Linked DNA regions of Canis lupus: region 2 is linked to region 1. A link is a contact called in public Hi-C data. All regions are on one chromosome and are shown on one strand. Each heading gives the region's core, a stretch centred on a gene start, on an enhancer-like site or on the middle of the called end of the contact. The rest is flanking DNA. Distances are from core to core; before and after follow the strand shown.

Evidence for each region. Hi-C and Micro-C count contacts between places; a contact is called where the count stands out from the background.
Region 2: a contact with region 1 is called in a Hi-C map of liver, with 2.8 times the contacts expected there. The contact joins the promoter of PEX11B here to the enhancer-like site in region 1. A contact is called at or near these places in 2 of 9 Hi-C or Micro-C datasets (blood and liver).

What each region holds. Positions count from the first base shown.
Region 1 is chr17:59,224,076-59,231,966 of UU_Cfam_GSD_1.0, forward strand. It overlaps RNF115 (E3 ubiquitin-protein ligase RNF115), which reads right to left. Exons shown (of 9, transcript XM_038562016.1): 8 at 5,495-5,610; 9 at 1-4,822. The coding sequence ends at 4,691. Among named protein-coding and RNA genes, the nearest start is that of CD160, 23 kb to the left of the region's middle. Within about 2 kb of position 5,221, at least 4 of the 20 cell types and tissues checked have an H3K27ac peak or open chromatin away from gene starts, as enhancers often do. A contact at or near this core is called in liver, where this site is marked.
Region 2 is chr17:59,371,651-59,379,541 of UU_Cfam_GSD_1.0, forward strand. PEX11B (peroxisomal membrane protein 11B) reads right to left here and starts at 4,403. Exons shown (of 5, transcript XM_038562041.1): 1 at 4,103-4,403; 2 at 3,189-3,304; 3 at 2,592-2,793; 4 at 1-17. The coding sequence starts at 4,158. It also overlaps the pseudogene LOC483161.

The DNA of each region.
Region 1 (7,891 bases), core at 3,971-6,470:
TTGGCAGCAAAGCCAACAATGCCTCATAACAGACAATTATGGAAACATAAGGGTCTGAGGTATATACAGTAAGAGACTCAGACTGAGACTCCAGCCCTCTGCTGTACCTACTAACTTCATCTCAGTGGCTACTATATCTTTCTTCCTCTACTGTGAAATATGCATATGTGTTGTGTCCCTGGACACATACATATTCACACACATGAATGTGGAATACAAAGACACAAACGGGAATTTTTTTTTCCTATTAGCTATTAAACCAAAGTGAGAGCTGTTAGGAAAAAGAAACAATTTCTTCCCCAGAAAACTTTCTTCTAACTTGAAAATTAATTATTGGACCAGTGAGAGTACTGTTCAAAGAAAACAACTAATAAGCACTTGCTCAACTGTTGAAAATGTTGACAACTAATATTTATAGTAAGCTAAGGAAACTATTTAATTTACAGCCATCCCTACATCTCCTATCTAGAGTAATTCCTTTTTCTTACAAATTAGAACATTGTAAGGAAAAGTCCAGGAGCTACAGCAACAGGGACAAAATGCCATTTTGGATTTTCCATGTTTCCCAGCTTTTCAGAGAACTGGCAGTAGGAACTTTGAGGGAAAATGAATTTTTAAGGCCAGAATTATTCTTTCTCTCTGCTCCCGATTCAGTAGCTTAGAAATTTTAAAGATGTTGGAAATCTCAGCTTCACCACTCTGTTCTTTCCACCTAATACCCCAGTCTGTCCAGCTGGATTACCCATATGAACCTGAGTTAGACTAATCTGAAACTACCTGAGAAGCAATGGTCACTTGGAAGCCAGCAACAAGTTGCCCTATATCACTTTCCCCAACTTCTAAATTTACCAATCTCTAGGAGGTTTCTCCTAGTTACGTGCTAACAAAATAGTTTTCTTCCCTCTAATTTCAAATTATAGTGGACAAAGGGAAGATAAGACAAGACATTCATGAATAAGAAAACAATCTGTTGGGGAATCCGGGTTGTTCATTCAGTTAAGCGCCCAACTCTTGATTTCAGCTCAGGTTGTGATCTCAGGGTCATGAGATTGAGCCCCACATTGGGCTCCATGCTGCATGCCTGCTTGAGAGGTCTCTATCTCCCTCTCCCTCTGCCCCTACCCCTGCTCCTATGTGTGTGCTCTTTCTGTAAAAAAAAAAAAAAAAAGAAAGAAAGAAAGAAAAAAAAAGAAAGCAATCTGTTTAGCTCTGCATACCCAAAGGCCTTTTATTTTGAATGTAAAGGCCTCAAGTATAAGGGCTCAAGATCTGAAATTGCAATTGTTTCTTATCCTCTTTGACAATCAGGGAGAGTTAAATCATCTCTCTTTTGAATCCTGTTAAGGCTCCAGATTCCTGAGTCTGTAAACCTTCCAACTCTAAAGGAATGAACACCTGAAAAAATCCAGGCTATGCAGACCTTTGCCTTGAGCGCTATATCTAAAACTTTGAAACATTTAAAAGCAAGACATTCCTAGAAATAAACTCAGCCATGTTCTGATGTTAGGTCAATGAATCTGCAATGTTTCCTCCTAGAATGGGAGGCATCTCAGACTTCCAGGTTAATATAGGTTAATTAAAGAAGAAATATAGGTATATTCCACACAGCAAATTGGACCTCGTTCCCGTATACATTTCTCCAACCTTTTAACCCTAGTACTAAGGTCTCTAAGCAGAGCAGACATTTCTCATAGAGACACACTGTTTATTTGGCAAAACTTAAGTGGAATGGGTATCACTCTGCTGTATGCATTTCTATTTCTTCTCCTGTATTGATTAATTTTATGTGTCAACTTGGCTGGACTAAGGAGCACCTAAATATTTGGTCACAGATTATTTTAGATGTCTGTGATATGAGGATATGTTTGATAAGATTAACATCTGAATAGGTAGACAAATTAGAGCAGATTGCTCTCTGCAATGTCAGTGGGCCTCATCCAATCAGGTAAAGGCCCAACTAGGAAAAAATATGACACTCCAGCTACCAAGGGAGAACTCCTTTTGCCTGGTTGAGTTAGGACATTAGTCTTTTCTTGCCTTTGGACTCAAACTAAAACACTGGCTTTTCAGGGCACCTGAGTGTCTCAGTCAGTTAAGCATCTGCCTTTGGCTGAGGTCATGGTCCCAGGGTCCTGGGATCAAGCCTTGCATCTGGCCTCCTGCTCAGTGGGGAGTCTGCTTCTCCTGCTCTCTAATGCTCTCTTTCTCACTCAAATAAATAAAATATGTATTTTTAAAATACTGGTTTTTCTTGGGTCTCAAAACTTCTACCAGTTTTTGGATTGGAATTTATACCACTGGCTCTCCTAGTGCTCAGGCCTTTGGAATCAGACTAGAACTACACCATAAAGCTCTACTGGCTGGTTGACTGAAAAATCTTGAAACTTCTTAGCCTCCATAATAACACAAGTTAATTCCTTATAGTAAGTCTCTTTACACAGACAGACACACACACACACACACACACACACACACACACACACACACACTCTCTCTCTCTCTCACCTTATTGCCTTATGGATTCTGTTTCTCTGGAGAACCCTACTATATTCTTTAACTTAAATTAAAACCTGGAACTCCCAAGATGCCTCCTAGGAAGAAACACTATAGAATCATTATGTGGAAAGGGTACAGGAAACAGCAAAAGGAGCCTCATGTCCTCTATTAGAGCACAAAAAAGTGAAGAAAATTTCAAATAACTGAGACTGACACTATTTGCCATTCTGTGTATTGAAAAGGTAACTCCCTATCTAGTACTTTGCTTCTGACCTTTTGTGAAGCTATTCAGATCTGTTCTAGTTCTCTAGCTTTCTAGTTGTAGTAAAAATACAACCGTTTGTCCTGACATCTCCAGACTCTAACAGGGAGGGAATAATTTCCAGCTGTCGTAATTTTCTGAGACAGTAGACACCCTTCTACTTGAAAACTATAATGTGCTCCAACTTCAGCACGGCCTTTCGCCATTTATGTAGTGGCCACTAAATATTCAGAATATACCTCTCACTCTTCCCAAGCTTCTTGATCTCACCCCACCCCCACTCCCACTAAAAACCAATGTGTAGTTTTGGGCTACACATCAATACCCATAGTAAATAGCTCACCTTCTCCTAAGAAACAATCTCTGTGGAGGTATAACATGAGAGGCAGAGGAGAAAACATCCTTTATTCCCTCTGGTGCCAACATGAATCACACCTTATGGTCACAACTTTAGAGGCAGGCTGTTAATTCAGCAAGCCACTCTCCCCTTTCTTTCTTCCCTCCCCTATTCCTTTATCCTCTACCAAAATACAAAGATATCTCTAACCCCTTTCCTCACCCCCAAAACCTGTATGATAGTCAACAAAAACTGAGGAAAGACTCCTAGTCAAGAAAGAGACTCACCAAAGAGTGGCCTTTTTGTTCTAATCATTCCAAACTATGAAGGGCTGATGTGACCAGAAAAATGGTGTCCCCTGTTACCCTCTATGGTACGCTGACAGTGGTTATGTGTCCCCATCATTTCCTTTTGAGACTTTGAAGTTCCAACAACATTCTTGATCTTCTTCATTTATTCAACTTTAAACACTTAAATGCTTCAAAGAGCATGTGCATGTGCAATGAGACACTGTTAGGCTGAAAATAGAAGGCCCACCTCTCCAAGGCCAAGCTGTTTCAGGCATGATCACAAATAATCAATTTGATTCCAAGTACAACCAGAACCAAGCAGAACAGAAAGATTTCAGAGATGATAAAAGGGCTTAAAAAATTAAAATGAGACAATGTGAAATCTCAATTCCCGAAGATGAATGAATTACTAAAAACAGTAAACTAAATTGGCTGTAGAAGCAGTAATGAAGTAATTCTATTTCTAAGGGAAATTATTTTAAGGTCTCCATGACAAAAGGCAGTAAACAATGAGTCGGGGGTCATTAAAAAAACTTCAGAACCAAAGAATTCAAATATCTATCCTTCTGTGCCTGTATGCTCCCCAACTCATTTCTAAAAAGGAACCAGAATCAGATTCCCACCAACATAAGATTCCTAAGATGTGTCATGTTAGCTTCTGCAGAAAATGCACCTTGTGAAGTAGTCTTTAAAAATTAAAATGAGAAAACCAAAGAGTACAATGATCAGCCACTTTCTCCTCCCCATTGTAATTTTTCTTTGATTTTCTGAGGATTCAAACAAAACAAAATCATTAGTTTCGGATTTCTGAATTAATCTGATCTTGCTTTGTGGCTAATGTGGCCAAGAGTAGATGCTTTTGTACAATTAAAACAGAAAGACTTTAAACAGCAGGACTTTAGGGCTGTGGTTCCACTGCATCTACTATAAAATACACAAATGGTAGGCTGGAGGTTAGAGAAGGAGGTGGAAACATCCACTACAAGAGAACATGACAGATAGTGGGACCCTAGCTAGACTTTAAGGTAAAGTGATTCTATTCTGGCAGGGGAAACCCACATAATCAAGTTTCACACTTATAAAAGTATCACTCTGAATTCAGGAATAAGAGGCATTTGGTTGTAGATACAATTCCATCTGCAGATACTAACTTTAAATTTAGAGAAGAAAAACACTCACTGCATTAATATTATGGGTTGGGGTTTCTTATGCAATTCCTAAATCCACCTACTATTTTTTTGTTTTGAAACAATTGACAGCTGTGATAAGACTACCACAGCCCTGGCTCAGATGCAGGCTTTAGCTTCAGAAAGTCCATCGGTCATGTAGCTGGCTGTCACTGCTATATCTGTTGCTTGCAGAGGCCTCAGAGCTCTGGGTTTGCCGAGTAGAGTCCTCACCATTTAAGCTCTTCCTACATACAGGACATGTGTCATGCTGAAACAGAAAGATATCAGTCTATATAATTAGCCTGACCTGAGACCTGTAGGAGCTAAACACTTAAGAAACTCTGAGAGCTGGCAGGTGGAAAAACAAAAAGGGCACATATTCTCACACAGTGCACACTGGGCTCAAAGGTGTAACATTAGGACATCTTCCAAACAGAACTTTAAACAGAAATGACAGAAAGAATTCTAGGCCAGCAACTTAACAACAGCTACCACACATCACCAAATAGAACTAATCAGAAACAGTGACCTGAGATGGTCTATAGTAGTGGTCAGCAAACTTTCTATGAAGAGACTGGTAATAAATATTTTAGACTTCACAGGCCATACCACCTGTGTTGCAACCACTCAACTCTGATGACACAGCACAAAAGTTGCCACAAACAACTGTAAACAAATGACCATAGCTGCGTTCCAAGAAAACTTCATTTACAAAAACAAGCGGCAGGCCCAAGACCTGTAGGCTATGCTTTTGTAACCTCTTGTTAGAGAAGTTCCAAACATACAGTGATGATCTAAAAACTGTTAATGGTGCCAGTAGGAATTAGCCAGGAACTAAAATCTGCTCTGCTTGTCTCTATTAACCCCAAACCATCCCCACACTGCCGAAGCTGTGACTGGCAGAGATGGCCTATCACACATGACAGCTGTCTATACTCACCAGTTCTAACCATGGTACGATACAACTGCTGTGGAAGAAGTGGTTGCAGGGTAACTGCCGGACTTCCTCTTCAACTGTGTAATCTTCTTTGCACACTGGACACTCTAAACCCATATCTGTTGGAGGAGGAAATGCCTTCTAAAGTGAGTGAGCAAAAAAGGAAGAAAAAACCAGTCCAGTGTCTTTAACTTAAGTAACATGTAAAGAAAAAACAGAAAGCGCATCCTAGGTGGAAGAGGTAGAAAGCACAAATTTTATTTCAAAATGGGGGAGGAGGTGATAGCAGACAGGGACATGAATGGGCTTTAATTCATTAAGGCCTACACAGAAACTACGTAAGGCCTACTTTTCAATGTCAAGACTTGGAAAAAAAAATAAATTGGGGCTTAGATATCTATTAAGTAAAACAGGAAAAACATCTTCTCAGACATGTGATAGCCTTTTGGCAGTTTCTACATAGAGTAAATACAGGCAATCCATCCACCACAACCAAGGGACACTTCATGGCAATCTTAGCAGTTCCCAATCAGCGTCTCAAGCCACTTTTACCCTGCTATTTTCCCCATTTCACCTCCTCTTTCAGTGTGGTTATCCTAAAGCCCTCTGTACAAGTTAATTAAAAGCTGTACCAGGGGGATCCCTGGGTGGTGCAGCGGTTTAGCGCCTGCCTTTGGCCCAGGGTGCGATCCTGGAGACCTGGGATCGAATCCCACGTCGGGCTCCCGGTGCATGGAGCCTGCTTCTCCCTCTGCCTGTGTCTCTGCCCCTCTCTCTCTCTCTCTCTCTCTCTCTCTCTCTGTGACTATCATTAAAAAAAAAACAAAAAGCTGTACCAGGAGGTGGTGCTATAGAACTGCAAGCTCAAGGATAGCTTAGGCTCCAAGTCCAGAGACAAGAAACACTCTGTGAGGAAATGGCTACAAATTAAATTGGGAGTATGAGGCAGCAAAGTCTGGTTTCCCAAATCTGGCTAATACCAGCTAGTGTCTGTCTCCAGTGGCCAGGACATGCTATGTACCCACAGCAGTCAAGGACTTGGAGTAGGGCTATACTTAATAGATTTACTCCTTCCTCTCCACTTTTCCCTGACACCTTTACCTAAATTCTAGCTTTTATTTCTTATGTCTGGTCTACTGGAATAGCCTTCTAGGTAGTATTCTTGACCTTAGCCTTCAGCCCTCCAAATTTACCTAAGCTTTGAAACCAGCTAATTCTCCCTAATATTGGCTTTACAGAAATCCTCAGCTCATCTTTACTTGGATTCCCAGCTGGTACCTCAAAATCAAAAGTTCAAATTTAAAATAACACATCACTTCTGTACACAAACCAGGGCCCACTCACAATTCCCCAACCCCTGATAGATGGCAGCACAAGCGCTGTAATTCCCAACTGTGAAACCTTAGAGTCCTCTTTGACCCTTTTCCCTCCTTTATCCTATTATGCAATCAATGACAAAAGCCTTTCTTCAAAGCGACATTGAGCCTACACTTCCCTGTTAGCACTGCCACCATCACCTGCGCCCCACCTGGATACTGTAGCAGCCCCTTAAATCTCTGTTTCGGCTTTTTTTGCCTTCCAATCCATTTCAGGCACTACCTCCAAACTAATGTTCCCTAAAGACCAACTAAATTCCCTCAATCCTCCACTTGGGGAGCTATGAAACTTGCCTCCTATCTAAAATATCCAGCCCTAACTACTGTGCCAATTTCAAGGTCCACTCAGACAAGGCCCAACCCTTCCTAACCAGTCATACCTCCCACTACTCCTAAACCAGATTCTATTTCAGGGCTAATAAAGTCACTCTCCTTATACCTGATTCAGATACCATGTCCATGCTGGTATACCATGATACCAGCTCCAAAGGGTGAGCATGTCAGCTCACATTGGTTCATACTTACCCTTGAATAGAATGACCTAAGATGGCTTATCTTGTCTTTAAAATCTTCTCTAACTTAAACTGGAATTTGTGGGGGAAGAAACTCTTAGTTCAAAATAATGTTCCTTGTTATTAAATTCCTTCAATGCTTAAAAATAAGATAATATCTATATCTAAAGTACCTAACTGTATCTGACAGAGTAAATATGAGACAAATTCCCAGCCTCCTACTTTTTCTCTTTCTCTGTATCACCTGCTCAATACTTTTTTAAATACTGTTTTCTCTAATCATCTAGTTGAGTTTTGCTTCCCCTGGTAAGATCTTCAAGAAATCAAGTCTTATCTTGTACCTCTTTGTTTCCTGCATGGCACCTAGAAAAAGGACATGGTGGCTGTTGAGGAAATAACTTACTTGCTGATAAAAGAAATTCTCAGCTTTTAACATCTGCAGGCCCCTAGACCCCCAGGGAATCTATATACTTTAACATTTACCAAGATCAAAATGACCACAAAACCTCAAA
Region 2 (7,891 bases), core at 3,153-5,652, 150 kb after region 1:
GGGAAAACAGATAGTACCTGAGACAAACAGGCCAGGAAAATCAGTAAAGGCACATATAGCCACTTAGCACATCAAACAGAACACTTAAACATTTTCCCCCCATGGTGCAAAGGAATTATACATTAAAACACCAGCAGTAAGTGCTATTACCCACTATTAGGAATGTCTTCCCAGCTTTCTATAACTAATCTGCATTTACATGTACCTTAAGGTCCTGGCTTAAAATCATGAGCATCATCAAACCTTCCAAGAACAACCTCAAATTTCACTTGTCCGCTTGGCAACCCATTAGCACACACACATTCAACCTGAACGATAATGTAATGATGGAAATGTTTTCGGAGAACAAGCTTCAGTGGTTTCAGAGACTGGAACACATTGTAGATCTTTTAAATCCCATCTTTTTGTTAAAACAAACATAAACAAAAAGTGAGGCCCAGAAGTGTTAAGCAACTTGTTAGATGTGTTAGACTTATTAATTCCTTAAGAACAGTCTATGTTTGGGACACCTGGCTGGCTCAGTCAGTAAAGCAACTCTTCATCTTTGAGTAATGAGTTTAAGTCCCAAACTGTGTGTAAAGATTACTTAAAAAAACAAGCAAACAAGGCGCCTGGGTGGCTCAGTCAGTTAAGTGTGCAACTCTTGGTCTCAGTTTAGGTCTTGATCTCAGGGTCCTGGGTTCAGGCCCCACACTGGGCATGGAGCCTACTTAAAAAACAAACCATTAAACAGTCTATGCTATTGTTGTTTTAAAGATTTTATTTATTTAAGAGAGAGAAAAAGAATCTTTTTTTTTTTTTTTAAAGATTTTATTTATTCATGAGAGACAGAGAGAGAGAGAGAAAAAGAGAGAGAGAGAGAGGCAGAGACACAGGCAGAGGGAGAAGCAGGCTCCATGCAGGGATCCCGACGCGGGACTCAATCCTGGGTCTCCAGGATCATGCCCTGGGCTGAAGGCGGCACTAAACCGCTGAGCCATCCAGGCTGCCCGAGAGAGAAAGAATCTGAAGCAGACTTGCACTAAGTACGGAGTCTGAGGTAGAGGAGGAAGGGGCTCGATCCCACAACCAATTAACCAACCAGGAGATCAAGACCTGAGCCGAAACCAAGAGTCGGATGCTAAACTGACTGAGCTACCCAGGCATGCCAACAATCTATGTTTTTTTAAGTCCACTCTGACAATAGTGGTCTGAACTCAATATAATTGTCCTACCTCAAAAAACACCTCCTGAATCCAATCACATTTCTCTTATACCACACCAGCACAGTCTCAGCCACCAGCACCTCTTACTCGAACTACTGCTTTAGTTATTTGATTGGTCTCTCCATGGCCACTCTTGTCCCCTATCCCCCAACAATCTAATTTCACATAGTGAATCACACCATTACTCCCCTTCTAAACTCTCCACGGCTTTCTTCCTATCCCATTTAAAATGAAATTTAGGGGTGTCTCGGTGGTGCCTTAGTCCAAGCCAACAACATCTCTTGCCATATTAGGGTATCTCCTCTTTTGCCCTACTGCAATCCATTTTCCACTGCAGCAAGAGAGATGTTCTTTAAACACAATCTGAATCATGTCACATCCCTATTCAGAACCCATTGTACTTAGGATAAAATTTAAACAAAACTAACCCAAAAATCCTACATTGCCTAAGAGGCCTTGCATGAACGATCTGGTCCCGTCCATATCTCCAGTTTAAACTTATGCCCTTCACTCAATACTCTCCAACATGCTGGCTTTCTTTCTCTTTCTCTAATTCCACAAAATCTTTTTTGGTTTAAAGCCTTAGAATGGGCTATCTTCTGTTTGAGAAGGTCTTCTCTGCTGCTGTTTGCTTTGACTAACTTCTATTTAGACTTCAAGTCTGAATGAAAACGTTACTTCTCAGGGATGCCTGGGTGGTTCAGTGGTTGAGTGTCTGCCTTTGGTTCATGGTGTGATCCTGAAGTGCCCGGACCGAGTCTCACATCAGGCTCCCTACAGGGAGTCTGCTTCTCCCTCTGCCAACGTTTCTGCCTCTTTCTCTGTGTCTCTCATGAATAAATAAAACCTTTTTTAAAAAATAAAATAATACATTACTTCTCAAAGAGTTTTCAGAAGTTTTGACCTTTCAATCAAAATCAGCTCTCCTTGTTATATATCTTATAACACCCTGTACATTTCCACAAATACCTGGTTTGGTGAGTGTCTTAATATGACTCCCCCAGTAGACCAGAAGCTTAGTGAGAGTGGGAACCATATCTGACTCTGTGCTTTATTCCCTGACTCATAGTAAGCGCCTCCTAAATATTTTTAGAATGAATGAATGAGCAAGCAGTGAGAGGCATAACCTGTGGCATAGATAGCAGATTTAAAGCAATATAATGTCTTATCTTGCCCAATCTTAGTCATTCATCATGGAAGGGCATCTGTTTTCCATCTGCCTCCATTCACTATTCTCTGGTAGTTTAAAATCTAAATGAAGACCGGAAGCCAAGTGATTAAGATGTGTATATTCTGGGAAGACCCTGAAAGATCTTTCTCTCATAAAAGGCAAGCTATACAGTATGAGAAATACAAAAGGTCTTGTAGGATAAAAGGATATCAAACCTGAATGAACGCTGGGCCCACTTCTCCTGATCCACGCGAGGGGCTAGTCCAGATTTTCCAGCCCACAGGACATTGTCACAGGCGAAGTACAAGGCTCGATTGAGGTGACTAACAGTGATGCAGAATCTCAGGACAACATCTGATAAGTGCACAGCTCGTTTGGCTGACTCAAGGGCATCTGCTGAGTTACCCAGGCGTAGAACTTGTGGAGATTACCAAGGAGAAGCAAAGATTTGGAAGTAGAGGCAAATAGAGTGAGACGCAGAGAAAGAGGAAACAAGTAGGTGAAAGTCCAGCAAGTGACAGAAACAATAATTACAATTTTTTTAAAAAAGAAAAAAACAGTTCAAAAATATTTTTTTCTTCAAATTTTAGTTAATTTATATCCCAGTTTGGTTTTCTCAAACTTGCCCCATTCTCTCCAATCCTTCATTAGTCTCTTACCCCTGCTCTCTTCTCTCAATCAAGAGGCATGCAGAGGGTAAGTGCAGAGCTGAAAGAGGGGGAAGAACTGACAGAGAAGGTCAACAATGGGAAGAAAGGACTAGGAAGAATAGCTGGGGATGCAGTAATAAAAGCAAAAGCACGGTTACTTACGCTTTCTTCCTAGGCTCAGATGACCCTCCAATTGTCGAATTTGTTTCTGTAACTCAGGACTGGCCCCGTGTTTCTGCAGTGCATGGCCAAGAAGGGAGCAGGCATACTGGGCGGCCCTGGAGGAGAGGCCAGCAAGGTCAGGTGGAGACGTCCCTAACCTCCTCTCAAAATTGTCTTCCAAAAGGAAAGAACTGACTTCCCTTTTCCCCAGTTTGAGGCCATCCCCTTTTCTCCTCATTATGCCCATCTCTTACTGTTTCTCCCTCAGGCCAGGGGAAGGGAAGGCGTAAGGATAGAAAGGCGCCTAGAGAAGGGGTTGAGGGGCACTACTTGTAGTTGAGAAACTAAGAGATCTGGCGATGATGAAGTCTGAAGGGGACCGCGACGGCAGCAGAGGGTCCATCACAGGCACAGCAGGGTGAGCACGGACGGGATACTGAGGGAGTGGGGGCAGGTGGAGAGCAGATTACTCTTCAGAACAGGTGAACCAGGGGCTTTCAAGGCCCTTTGGCAGAATCGAGATCGGAAAACAGGGCGGAGGCAAAGGAGTTCCCGGATGACAGCAGCATGAGGGGACCAGGGAACCTGGAGCCGGTCAGCTCTGGGGGTAGAGCCTGGCTACCCATCGCGGGGAGAATGCCCCTCACGCCACCACCGCCCAGTGAGTAAGGTCTTGGTCTCATATGGACATGGCAGCGCTGAGCGGCCTCCCCGCTGGACCACTCGTGCCTCAGTTTCCCCATTTCTCGGCAGAGCAGAAACGAATCATCTCCCGACCCGCTCAGATCCGCGCCTGGCGGTCCGTCCGGGCCCCCGTAGCCTGAGCTGACCCTTTTTGACCCCCGTAGTGTGAACGGACCTCGCCTCACGAGGATCTTCTTCTGTCCCCACCCCCACCCGTGTTCGGGCCGCACCTACACAGCCGCTCCCGAGCCTGGCTCTGAGCACTGAAGCGAACCCAGGCGTCCATGACAGCGACAGCCCCGGCTCCGTAGCTCCCGCCTCACTTCCGCCCCACTTCCCGCCCCTCGTCACGCTTCCTGGACGATCAACGGTGTCTCGCGAGGGACGAATATCGCCAGGAAAGAGAGCGAGAGAGGCCGGCCTCGGAATTTCAGAACGAGAAGCGTTGGTCTCTCAACCACCACCGGCGTTTTGGAGCGTGTCTCTGTCAGAATATACTCGTATTGGATGGCCTCCATTTCCGAAGCACGCCTCCTCCGGCGGTACATTCTTTAAATATTCTGGACCGGGGGCGGGGCTTGCAGGTGTAGGGGCGGGGCAAGAAGGCACAGCAGCATCTATCCTCCGCGGCTGGAACGGGATTGACCCCCGGAAGCTTCCAAGACACGCCCCCCCAGCCCCAAACACACACGCACACGCGCTGCGGCTGTAGGGGCCAAAGAAGTCTATGGAGGTAGAAGCCAGTACCAGATCCCTGTTCGCTGCAGGACCCTGACAGTTGGGCATGTGACCTCCAGGATATAGATGGAGTCCCCGGAGACAGAAGCTTTAGTGGACCAAAGATCCTAATAAGGAGGACGAAGAATCAGTGGACAAAGCTAACCTCTTCATACTTATATCTCATCCTCCCATCCCTTTCCCTTCCAGGTCACCATGTGTGCAGGCAATGGCACCCCTCAGGGGTTAGCAGCGGGGGAGGAGGTCTGGGCAGGATAGGGAGTAGAGGTGGAGGGCTCAGAGCTGCCCACCTTCTCAGCTGTGCCAAGGTCCGAGTGGGAGTGACCATTGTGCTGTTCATTTCTTCAGCTGGAGCGAACCTGGCCACCCTGTGGTCAGTGACCCGGCCACAACCCAGTCATCTCCGCCCCTCCCACATACAACTCTTTGCCCACTTTGCAGCTGCAGACTCACTAGTCACTTTTGTGGTTATGGCCCTAGATGCCATTTGGAATACCACTGTCCAGTGGCTGGCTGGGGACATCGCTTGTCGGACACTCAGGTTTCTGAAACTAATGGCCACATATGCTGCAGCTTTTCTGCCAGTGGTCATTGGACTCGACCACCAGGAGGCTGTACTCCACCCACTTGGACCCCGCTCAGCTGGAAGGAAACTTCTGGGGACGGCCTGGGGACTTAGTTTCCTGCTCACCTTGCCCCAGGTGAGTGACTTCTTGGGACTCAAGCCTAGACTGGACAAGAATTTGGGTACACAGGAGTGTCTGGAGTCAAGTAGTGTGTTTGGCCAGTGTTCACTGATTAATCCTCAGAGAGCCTCTGTTTTGCAAATTAAGATCACTGCATGTTAATCTGTAGCTCTATTAAGAGCCTACCTCTTAAAAGCAGTACCCCAGGTGCGGGTACAGGTACACCTGCCTGGGTAGCTCAGCAGTTGAGCATCTGCCTTTGGCTCAGGTCGTGATCCTGGGTCCAGGGATGGAGCTCTGCATCAGGCTCCCTATAAGGAGCCTGCTTCTCCCTCTGCCTCTGTCTCTGCCTCTCTCATGCATAAATAAAATCTTAAAAAAACAACAGCCCCCCTAGCTATGCAAACGCTTAACCGACTGAGCCACTCAGGCAGCCAGTCTATGCCTCTTTAACTTTGTTTTGCTATGCTTGGCTCCCATCTTTTTGCATCCTCCCAGTTCCATCTTCTTCAGGAGACCATTGCAGAAAACTCTAGGGATTAAACATTTATGAAGGCCTATAAAGACAGTGAAATCAGGGGCTTTGGTTAAAACTCTGTGGAAATTCACTCTTCCATTCAATAAATAATGTACATCACCCCAGGTACATTCAAATGCTCTATCAAGGATTGAGCAGCAAAGACCTGCCTTCAGTAAACTTAGACTTAGTGCAAAAGACATGTTAGTGTCCAATTATAGTACAGCATGCAGTCAAGCATTATGCTAAAAGTAAGCATAAGGGGCTAAAGAACACTGAGGATGTTTCACCCACTCTTGGTTAGGGAAAACTTCTCAAAGACGTTAAAATTGATTGTTAAAATGAGAGAGGTGTCAGACAAGTTAAAGCAGAAGGAATGGGGATCCCTGGGTGGTGCAGTGGTTTAGCACCTGCCTTTGGCCCAGGGCGCGATCCTAGAGACCCGGAATCGAATCCCATGTCGGGCTCCCGGTGCATGGAGCCTGCTTCTCCCTGTGCCTATGTCTCTGCCTCTCTCTCTCTGTGACTATCATAAATAAATAAAAATTTAAAAAAAATTTTAAAAAAAAGCAGAAGGAATGCTGGGGAGGGTGGAAGGTAGAGGAATCAAAGTGGTTGCAGCTAAAGTTGAGGGCTAGACAAATGGGTAATGAGCCTGGATGGGAAGGAAGAGCCAGATTACAGATATTCAGCTTGTACTTTATCCTGAGGGCAGTGGAGAGTCATCAAGGTAGAAGGTGGAGAGTGACAAAGATTTGTATTTTTTCACTCTAGCTTTATTATGAAAACTAGAAAGAAAACGGAGCATCTGGACTTGAGTACCAGTTATCAAATCTCAAATATTGACAATGAACTAGAAATTTAGGGGAAGAAAACAAAATATGAAGCAATTCCTATAAGACCAAAATCAAAATCACCACCACCCTCTGAAGGGAAGTAGAGCAGCGTCTTGGGGACCAGGATTAGGATATTATCTAGAAGGGGCTCTAGAATGATAATGCATTATAGAATCAGATTTAAAAATTGATCCTTAAATCCTCAAATATTAGAAATGTAACTACAAAGTTAGTCTGATTCTAGTTCTAAGACAAAAAATAGTGCTTCCAACAATGTTGCAAACAGGACCTCTGCTACCCAAAGCATTAAAAAGCAGCACTGCTTCCTCAGTGCAAAAGGTATTAGTTTATATGAAGCAAGTTTTAGATGTGGACTGGGAGGTTAGAAGCCTGCTTTCGTTGTTCTGTTTTTTTCTGAGTCTAGGCTCTACTACTAACTCTAGCTATAGGACTTTGGCTAAATCACTTGAAACTAATGAGCCACAAGATATTGTATAGTTTTATCCTTTCTTACATTCTGACAACTGCAATCTCCATCTGCTTCAATGGCAAACTGATGACATTACATATGCAAAAGGTGCTATTTTTGGTTCCAAATTACCATCCTCTTGTATAAATTCTACATTGCCCATATGTTGTATTTAAAATGTTAATACTGCTCCAAGGACTAATAGGTCAATTAAAAAAAAAAAAACCAACCTTTTTATAACTGTGGTGTTAGTGTAGTGAAGGAGTACTGGAGTGGTTACAAATTACCTTTGAAGGCTCAAGTTTCTAAATATCACTAGTAGAAAGGAAGGTTTCTGTGGTAGGTGGAAAATTGCATATAATAGGGGGAAGGAAGAGAAGAAACAGGGCTACAGACCAAGCTCTTAAGTCCAGGAGCCTTGCCTATTTTAAACTCCTTTTCACAATTTGTCAGCTGTATCTAGGTACAGTGCAAAACAACCAAACCACCAAACAAAACCCCAGAAATAAATGGAACCAAGACAGGGGAACAAGAAAGACCACTTCCCAGCTAGCTCAAGAGTAGCTGATCATATCTCCAAGCTTGCGTTTATAAACCTGTATGTCTGTGGCTGATACTATTCACCTTTCCTAAAAGTCCCTCAGGCCTGCTGAAATCACTTTCCCAATGCCTTAGCTCTAGGAACCTGACATCCACTAGGCTTGCCTTTTATCAAACAGTGACTCAATCTGCCTTACCTGAACCAAGGTACTAACCCTGAAGCTCTAAACTGA